2 separate regions of the Triticum aestivum genome follow, and region 2 is linked to region 1. A link is a contact called in public Hi-C data. All regions are on one chromosome and are shown on one strand. Each heading gives the region's core, a stretch centred on a gene start, on an enhancer-like site or on the middle of the called end of the contact. The rest is flanking DNA. Distances are from core to core; before and after follow the strand shown. Region 1 holds the start of LOC123145449 (ethylene-responsive transcription factor RAP2-4). Region 2 holds the start of LOC123145453 (phosphatidylinositol transfer protein 3).

Evidence for each region. A called contact is a pair of places that touch in the nucleus more often than the background predicts.
Region 2: a contact with region 1 is called in a Hi-C map of leaf, with 6 times the contacts expected there. The contact joins the promoter of LOC123145453 here to the promoter of LOC123145449 in region 1. A contact is called at or near these places in 3 of 5 Hi-C or Micro-C datasets (all in leaf).

Annotation. Positions count from the first base shown.
Region 1 is chr6D:410,349,817-410,354,020 of IWGSC CS RefSeq v2.1, reverse strand. It overlaps LOC123145449 (ethylene-responsive transcription factor RAP2-4), which reads left to right and starts at 2,666. Exons shown (of 1, transcript XM_044564862.1): 1 at 2,666-4,204. The coding sequence starts at 3,242.
Region 2 is chr6D:410,966,889-410,971,242 of IWGSC CS RefSeq v2.1, reverse strand. It overlaps LOC123145453 (phosphatidylinositol transfer protein 3), which reads right to left and starts at 2,573. Exons shown (of 7, transcript XM_044564870.1): 1 at 2,437-2,573; 2 at 978-1,061; 3 at 720-810; 4 at 427-603; 5 at 113-211; 6 at 1-11. The coding sequence starts at 791.

The DNA.
Region 1 (4,204 bases), core at 1,417-3,916:
TTGATCTTGTCGACGACAGCCGAGCAGTGCATGTTCCCCTATGGACCAATGCCCTGGAGCCGCAATTAACGCCGTTAAATCCTTGCATAGATCTGAAGTACCTCACACCAAATCTCGCCACGCGATGAGAAACCCTAACATCACCGTCCCAAGGAGACGACAAGAATCTACGCTAGAGCTTCGTCGACTACGTCCAGACGGACGAACTCGAGGAAGATCGGTGCCCGGAAGACAAACTCAAAGAAGAAGTGTCACCATCACCCGAGCGCCGCATTTGCGAGGACAAATTAAACTAATCTAAACTACTAACCAGAGCGAAGGCGCCGGGATTCCCCTCCCCATCACCGGCCGCTAGAGTGGCAGGTAGAGGGGAGGCAAATCCACAAACTCGCCGATGAAGTTTGAAGGGGAGTGTTCGCCCTAGCCGCCTAGGGTTAGGGGAGGAAAACCCCTTCATACGTAGTCTAGCACGGCCCCAACATGCATGGCCAACGTGTTTTTTCTTAACCCTGCCAAAACACATGTTTTTTCCTTTCTCTCCAGGACTGGCCTAAGATATTGCAAGAATTTGGCGCTCGCAAATTGTTTCCAAAAGACCGAGCCTCCTCCTCCTCTGGCGCTCCCGCGGGCGGCAGGGGAGGAACCCTAGCCGCCAGCCGCCTCACCTCCTCTCCCCTACTCCTCCTCCTCCTGCCGCCGCCAAAGGGCGCGTCCGGGCGAAGCCCGACCGGCGGCGGCGGCGGCAGGGTCTTCTCACCCCCTCGTGAGGCAGGGGCTGGCGCGGGCCGGCGCTGTCGAGCCGGGGCGCCGCGAAACGCAGGACGTGGCGGCGCGACGACGGCTCTGCGGGCGACGGCGCAGGGATCTGCTACGGGCGCGGTGGGCTGCGTGGTGGCGGGGCACGCACGGGGTCTGATGCGGCTGTGTCGGCCGGATCTGGCCCTGCGGTGGCGCGGGCCGAGGGCGGCGTGGCCAGCGGGCGGCCACCTCTGCCATGACCTTCCGGGCTGGTGGAGGTGGGTGGTTGTGCGTGTGCTTGAGGTCAGGGACGGCGGACGCGATGGCGGCGCGGCGGCTCGGCCAGATCTGGCCTCGGCACAACGCGGGCTACGGGTGGCTTGGGCTGCGGGCGGCTGCCCCGACCGAGGCCACTCTGGCTGGTTGGGATGGCGGCGCAGTAGCGTCGGTTCGACCTACCTTCCCCTGATTCTTGGGGTGCTCGGAGCTGCGGATGGAGGTGCGCTCGGCAGGTGGAGCACGGCGGCTCGACTTCGTCTGTGGCTGGCCATGGTGGCAGGGGCGCTTCGGGGAGTTGGCAGGGGTGCCTTCGGGTCTTGCTGTTGCCGGGAGTGGCGACGGAGACCTGGCCCCGGGTCATGAAATGGCGTGGTGGCTGCGGCGCGGCTGGCAGCCTCCGATGGCTTCCCCTGCCCTGCTCCGGCCGGCTGGGCCCCGTTCTTTCCCAAAAGGGTGTGCTTTTTTCGACTGCTGTGTCGGTGGCTCTGGTTGAAGGGGTTGGGGTGGTCTTGGATTCCGGAGCGGCGGCTTTGGAGGTGGGAGCACGGTGCTCGTGGGCGGAGCCCGTGGCTCAGGTGCTGCCCGGTGGCCATGGCCGTGTGGGCGGCATGGTGGCTGGGGTGCGTCGATCGGTGGCGGTGGTGCGGCGTTCGTACCTTGCCAGGGGCGGTGTGTGTTGGCCGGGGTGAAAACCTGTTCTGTCTTCCGGCAGGCCGGCGGCGGCGAGTTCGTTCCTTTCTTGAAGGCGTCGTCGCGGTCCTCATTGTCCTTCGTGTTGCTCCAGGGAAAACCCTGATCCATGGATCGGGCGGTGGCGGAGCTCTGGTGCCGTGACCTTCTTGAAGGCGCCGCCTTGGAGCTCACGGTTCGTCGTATGTGGCTTCGTCTCTTCGCGGTGGTGTTCACGGTTGAGGACCCTGGTAGCTCTTGTAGCGATAGGGGTGGTGTGGCTGCGCTCAGCGCCTATGTATCTAGCCTTAAGTGTGTGCGTGTGTTGGGGTGGCGTGTGTTTGTATCGGCTTGTTGATGGTTATTGCTTTATATATAAAGCGGGGCGAAAGCCTTTTTCGGTAAGATATTGCAAGAATTAGTTTTCTCATCATCTTGTTTCATTCTCTTGCTATATATAGACATAATAAACAAGAGTTAGACACAAATTACAAAACCATCATAGAAAAACTGTGAAAAATGATTTACTGTAGCTCCTTACTTTAAGCAAGGGGTTCGCAGCTCTTGGTGCAACGCAGAAGCCGAGTTCCCGGAGCAGAGCACAAAGGGCAGGCGCAGCACACTCTGAGGTCAAGCGAGCGCACCACCACCCAATGGCGCGACGCCACTTGCACAAAACCACAGCGCGGCGACGATCACCCGCGCGTCGGGAGCACACGAGGCGGATTCTCATTGGCCGCGACTTGTGGCTCGCGCGTGCTGCCCGGCGTCGGCTGACGCCATGCACGAAAGCAACGTCTCATTTTCAAAATCACACCGCCAACTCCCAACAAAACAAGAAACGATTAACGAAATTAATCCGATCAGACCGCTTTGTGGCAGCGAACAAATCGCACGGCTGAGTGGTTGCTTCGCTTCGCCTGCACGGCTGCGCGCACGGCCGGAGCCCGGCGCTATAAAAGGCCCCGGAGCGACGCCTCTTCTTCCTCAGAGAGACGCCTCAACCCCCACCCCACCACCCACGAGCAACACGCAGCCACAATCCCATCCCACTCCACGGTGAGGTTGAGCGATCTGACGAGCCCTTCAGCAGCAGCAGCGACGACGGCGGCAGGTTTGCTCTCTGAACTTCTCTGGTCTTTTTAGCGGCAGCCAGCAGGAACACACAGGAAACCAAGGTCCCGTTCAAGGGGTTCGCTTCTTCTGGGATTATTAGATCGGAAGAGGCGCTCTCCTCTTGCTCGGGATCTTCTTGATTTCTTGCCAACCTCACCACTCTCCTAGGAGGAACAGAGAGATCCAGAGAACCTTTTTTCTCTCCTGGATTCTTGCCCTTTTTCAGCCTTGTTTTGCTTCGGTACGGCCGGAAAGGGTTCTTTTGCAATACCCTTCTAGTTCGTCCGATTTATTCCCCTCGTTTCTCTAATTTTATTGAGGAACAGGGCCCTTTTTTTTCTTTCTTTCTGCTTGCACGAGAAAGCTTCCTTTTTTCCATTCCGTTTTTGGTTCGGCCTTCTCGACATCACCTTCTTCTTCTACCTCTGTCCAAGCCCTCATGGCCGCTGCCATAGACATGTACAAGTACAACACCAGCACGCACCAGATCGGCTCCGCCGCCTCTGCTTCGGATCAGGAGCTCATGAAAGCACTCGAACCTTTTATCACGATTGCTTCCTCCTCTTCCTCTCACTACCCGTACCAGTACTACTCTTCTCCCTCCATGACCCAAAATTCATACATGGCCACCCCATCGTCGTCCTACGCCTCCTCGTTCGCAGTCTCTCCTCTGCCCACCACCGCGCCCGCCTCGCCGTCTTTCTCGCAGCTTCCGCCGCTCTACTCCTCGCAGTATGCCGCTTCGGGCATGAACGGATCCATGGGGCTGGCCCAGCTCGGCCCGGCCCAGATCCAGCAGATCCAGGCCCAGTTCTTCGTCCAGCAGCAGCAGCAGCAGAGGGGCCTGGCTGGTGGCTCGTTCCTTGGGCCGCGCGCGCAGCCGATGAAGCAGTCCGGGTCGCCGCCGCGCGCGTCCGCCGCGGCGCTGGCGCTGGCCGGAGTGGCGCCCGCGCAGTCCAAGCTGTACCGCGGCGTGCGGCAGCGCCACTGGGGCAAGTGGGTGGCGGAGATCCGCCTCCCCAAGAACCGCACGAGGCTGTGGCTCGGCACCTTCGACACCGCCGAGGACGCCGCGCTCGCCTACGACAAGGCCGCCTTCCGCCTCCGCGGCGACCTCGCCCGCCTCAACTTCCCGTCGCTCCGCCGCGGCGGCGCCCACCTGGCCGGCCCGCTCCACGCCTCCGTCGACGCCAAGCTCACCGCCATCTGCGAGTCCCTCGCCGCGCCCTCGTCCAAGAACTCGGAGCCGGAGTCCCCCAAGTGCTCGGCGTCGACGGAGGGCGAGGACTCGGCGTCCGCCGGGTCCCCGCCGCCGCCCACGCCGCCCGTCCCGGAGATGGAGAAGCTGGACTTCACGGAGGCGCCGTGGGACGAGTCGGAGACCTTCCACCTGCGCAAGTAC
Region 2 (4,354 bases), core at 1,324-3,823, 620 kb before region 1:
TTTTTGGTATTCTGAAAATGAGTCACCAAAATTAGAATGACAAAATGACACAATCTAATGTGCATACATATGCACATTTTGATACAATAAGAAACAAAGAGCATCATTAAACCTGGCATCCAGGTCTCATGACGAGAATACTCCGTCCACTCTTGTCAAAATAATCACTCCGGTAAATTTTTCCAGTCATGGCTTCACCCGATATCTCATCCTATATCATGAAACTTAAATTAATAATGTGTATCAAATACTATGCCATCAGACCTACTACAATAATGCATCAACTATTCGGCTGTTTCACAAAGCATACTACTACAAAGATCTACAATGGTATAAGGTGAATCACTTGTACCACATGGATACATGACATGCTATTTCTTTTGAGAAATATAGGTTAGCTGAAGTCAAAAGGTGGGGACGGCTCACCCAACGGATCTCATCTGGCTTATACTCTGAACGCCATTTCAAGGTTTTCATAAGCATTTTGGTAGCCTTCCTCACGTCCCAGTTCCTTGCTATCAGGTACCTCGCAATTGAACCATCTGAGCAATACAGTGCAGATTTTCCAGATAGTTGTCCTAGAGCAGCTCTAACTTCACCAATCTAACAAGGAGGAATATAAAAATGAGAAATAAAAAAAATTGTATCCGCGCACAATAGGGTAAAGAATAATGAGTTGCATGTAAGCAAAATATTCAACCCAGGTGATATTGGATCACCTTGGACAGCTGCTGCTCATATAATGCTGCTTCTTTCGCATGGCCATTATTTGCACCGCTCCCTGAGCTCATACTTCTGTTTTGCTATTCCCTATCATAATACAACACAAATCACTTGTAAGAACTGTAAAATGAGTTGCATCGAGTTAGACCAAACAGAATGCCTGTATTTAGATGATGCGAGAAACAGTATGATGAAAGGACAGACCCAGTGCATAGAAGCGGGTCTGGGGAGGGATTATAGGAACCTAGTCTTACCCCTGCAAAGTGCAATGCAGAGAGGCTGGTTCGAACCCAGGACCTCTTGGCACAACTGGGGAGGACTTCACCACGGCGCCAGGCCTGCCCTCAGAAACAGTATGATAAAGATAAAAGAAAATCTAGCAGATATGCACAATATAAGTGATCACAGTGATTACGCTTAAAGGTTCCAGTTATGCTAGTTTGCACCACATTTGCAATGCCAAACTCAATGCCAAGCATATATATTCCCCCACCATCCACGCCCCCACCCAAAAAAGTACAGTTCATACAGTCCAATCTCGCTGGTAACTATGGCAGATGATATTCAGAAGCTAGCTAAGAAACTTATGGAGGGCCATGCAGCAGGATGTGATCTTGTATTCTTGAGTGTGCCTTGCACAGCAATTGTGGCAAGGACTTGGGTGAAGTGAAAGTGACAGAGGGAAATAGAGCATTCTGTTGGTGATCTCTATAAAGCATAAGAGTTCATCAACACCAACCAACTCATTTTTCTCAATCTATATGGTTCAATAGTCTGTACAAGTAGACCTGTAACTGAAAGAATGAGAAAGTTACTGAGGCTGGAGCATGTTTTCTTGTGTATAAAATTACCTACTCCTGTAGTATGGAGCAATATTTGTGTGTATGTTTAAACCTACATAGATCGTCTTCATCTTCTACGTGAGTGTTAATCCAACCCGATGGCCAAGGAGTAGAATACAGAAAACATAATGGAATAGGATACAATGTTCACATCAGCCATCTTGCTGTTGAAGCTGTCGTGTCAACTATGAACACTATCCAGTTAGTCATCCCGCAGGAGGCAGCAGAACAGCAGAGTAGCAAAACAAGACTCCCAAATTCCCACTGCCGGCCAAAACAAAAACTACGAGTAGCTAGCAAGGAACCACTCCGGAACGACAAAATTCAGAGTATCAACTGAACAGACTTATGCCCGAAAGAGGAAACAAATCAACAGGCAACCTCGAGTCCACGACCCTCGCCAAGAACCATCCAGATCCCCCAACAATCTAGCTAAACCATTTAAAGAGGGGGGAATTGCGGAGCAGCCAAATTCCTGAAGCAACCTCCCCAATCTGGCTGGAAATCGCAGTAAACGAATACGGCCAAGAGCCAGAAAACCCCAGTTCTTCCTGCCTGCTCGGGACGGCGCCCGCCGCAAGAACCAAGAAACGCCGTCGAAATGGCACGCGCCCCAAGACGGCGGGGTTAGCTCCCCCGGAAACGCCGCCGCGGGCAGGAATGCAAGATCCCACCCGGCTCACGCCTGGCCTCGAGCTAATAAACCACGCGCGCCAGGAGATCCCCACCAAGCCGAGAGCTTTCCGGCACATGCAGCAAATCGTCCGGCCGGCCAAAAAGGGCAGGCAATCTTTGTTCCGGAGAAACAAAAAGGTGCTAAAAGCGAAACTGGTGCTCAATCGAAGCTGCCCGCGAGGTTCTGGGCGCTCACCTCGGCGACGGCGACGGCGAGGCGGGGAAGGCGGAGCGCGCGAGGGTCGGTCGGGTCGGCCGAGTCGTCCTCTCCTCTCCCACCACGCCTGGGAAGCGAAGACGCGAGTGGGACTAGTATAGTATAGAGTACTAGAAGCCGAATCTGCTTCCCGTCTATACGTTCGGGAGATGGAATAAATCGGACGGCCCCGCCCGGCCCAATCCCCTCGCGTCGGGCCATCGGACGGCCGGGCCCGCCCCGCGTGCTGGGCGGTGAACGGGACAGGCGGAAACGGAAAACTATTGGGGTTGTCGGGAGGCCGTGAGCTGTTTTCCCGTGTTGTTTACTGTGCTTGTTTGGCGCTGCGATCAGGGAATCGGATCGGATTGAGCGGTTAAGCGCCGAGGATAATGGTATGCGAACATGCTACTACCATGGTCCGTTTTTCTTGGAGGCAGTAGTAGAAATGTGCGGGTTTAGCAACGGGGATAAATATTAGAGTTATGCCTAAGATTCAGGTTTGTGACATTATCTACCCTACTATTCAGCAGATTTTTTTTCTTTCAATTTTTATTATTCAATTTATGCAAACTTTTGCAATTCTTTACCCTTTTAATTTATTTATTATTGTGTCCTGACTAGTCGGCCCACATGTAAGTGTCGACTTGGATGCCATGCGGGTTGGTTAATTTGGCCAACCCGTTTTCTTTCGATGCATCCGTTTTTTGTTTTCAGTTGTTTCAACGAGTATTGCTACTGTTGGTTGCCTCTTCCTCGCCTGCACGGGGTCATCCATCCGCACGCTGGAGTAGCGGCGTTGCTGGGGCAGTAAGCCCATGTTCACGGGGTGGACAGGAAGCGGGGATATGCCGAGTGTGTGTTCGGCTCGGGAGTGATAGAGGACAAGAGAGGGAGATGGAAGTGGTGAAACAAGAATAGAGGCACGGCACGAACATGCCAGGACGCCCTGCCGAGCTAGGGGAACTAAAAAACAGTGACACCATTGTCAATGAAGGATACCGAAGCTGACGCTCGTGAGGTCGCAGCTCGAGGATGAAGGGCTACTCAGGAATAGCTATAAGAGCTTCGTCACCACACCGTAAAGTCGATAAGGGGAGAACGAAGAGCGGGGACGCGACTGTAGCGACAGATCAGTTGCGGTCCCAACAGGACCAGAGACGAGAAAGAAGAAATGGTTGATGGTGATACATGGCTTCGCGAGTCGATTCCTCCGACGGAGTTGCTCCGCGGGCCAAGATGAAACTGCGTGGCGAGGCGTTGACATTGGTCGTGTGTTCTATGGCATGGACAGTGGGTGCCATGCTCGGGGCTCTAATTGTTGTGGCCACATGAAAAGTTGATACCGTTAGAACCGGAACCCAACAAGCGTTTGAAGAAGTAAACCCGCCCATTTGGCAGGCCAAGTCAATACTTACATGTGGGCTCAACCAGTCAGAATGGCAAAAAAAGGGTAGAAAGTGGCAACTGTTTGTTTAAATTAAGTAAAAAATATGCAAAATGGAGCACATTGTGTCAGAAATTTGAAACTTGGGGATAAAAATGGAGTTTACTCCAGATATTAGCTAGCAAACGGGACAAAATTTTCTACAAACGAAGCTCGTTTCTAACTTAGCTTTGGCATCAGCATCATCAAGGACAACGATTGTATATCTCCTTGACAATCTTATTATTACTACTAGTTTGTTAGCCCTTGTGGCTGGATTTTTTTGTTAAAAAATAGCTAAAAGTATCTTAGATTTGTTAATTATCAAGAAAACAATAACTAGTAAAATAAGAAGACAATTGGATACGAAATGACTAATAGAAAACAAATTTACACTGAAAATGATGTCGGTTATCTTTTTCCTTCGGTGCTACGCCGACCATTGGAGATTGAAAATTTCAATAAATTGACATTGTAGGAAAAAGACACCTG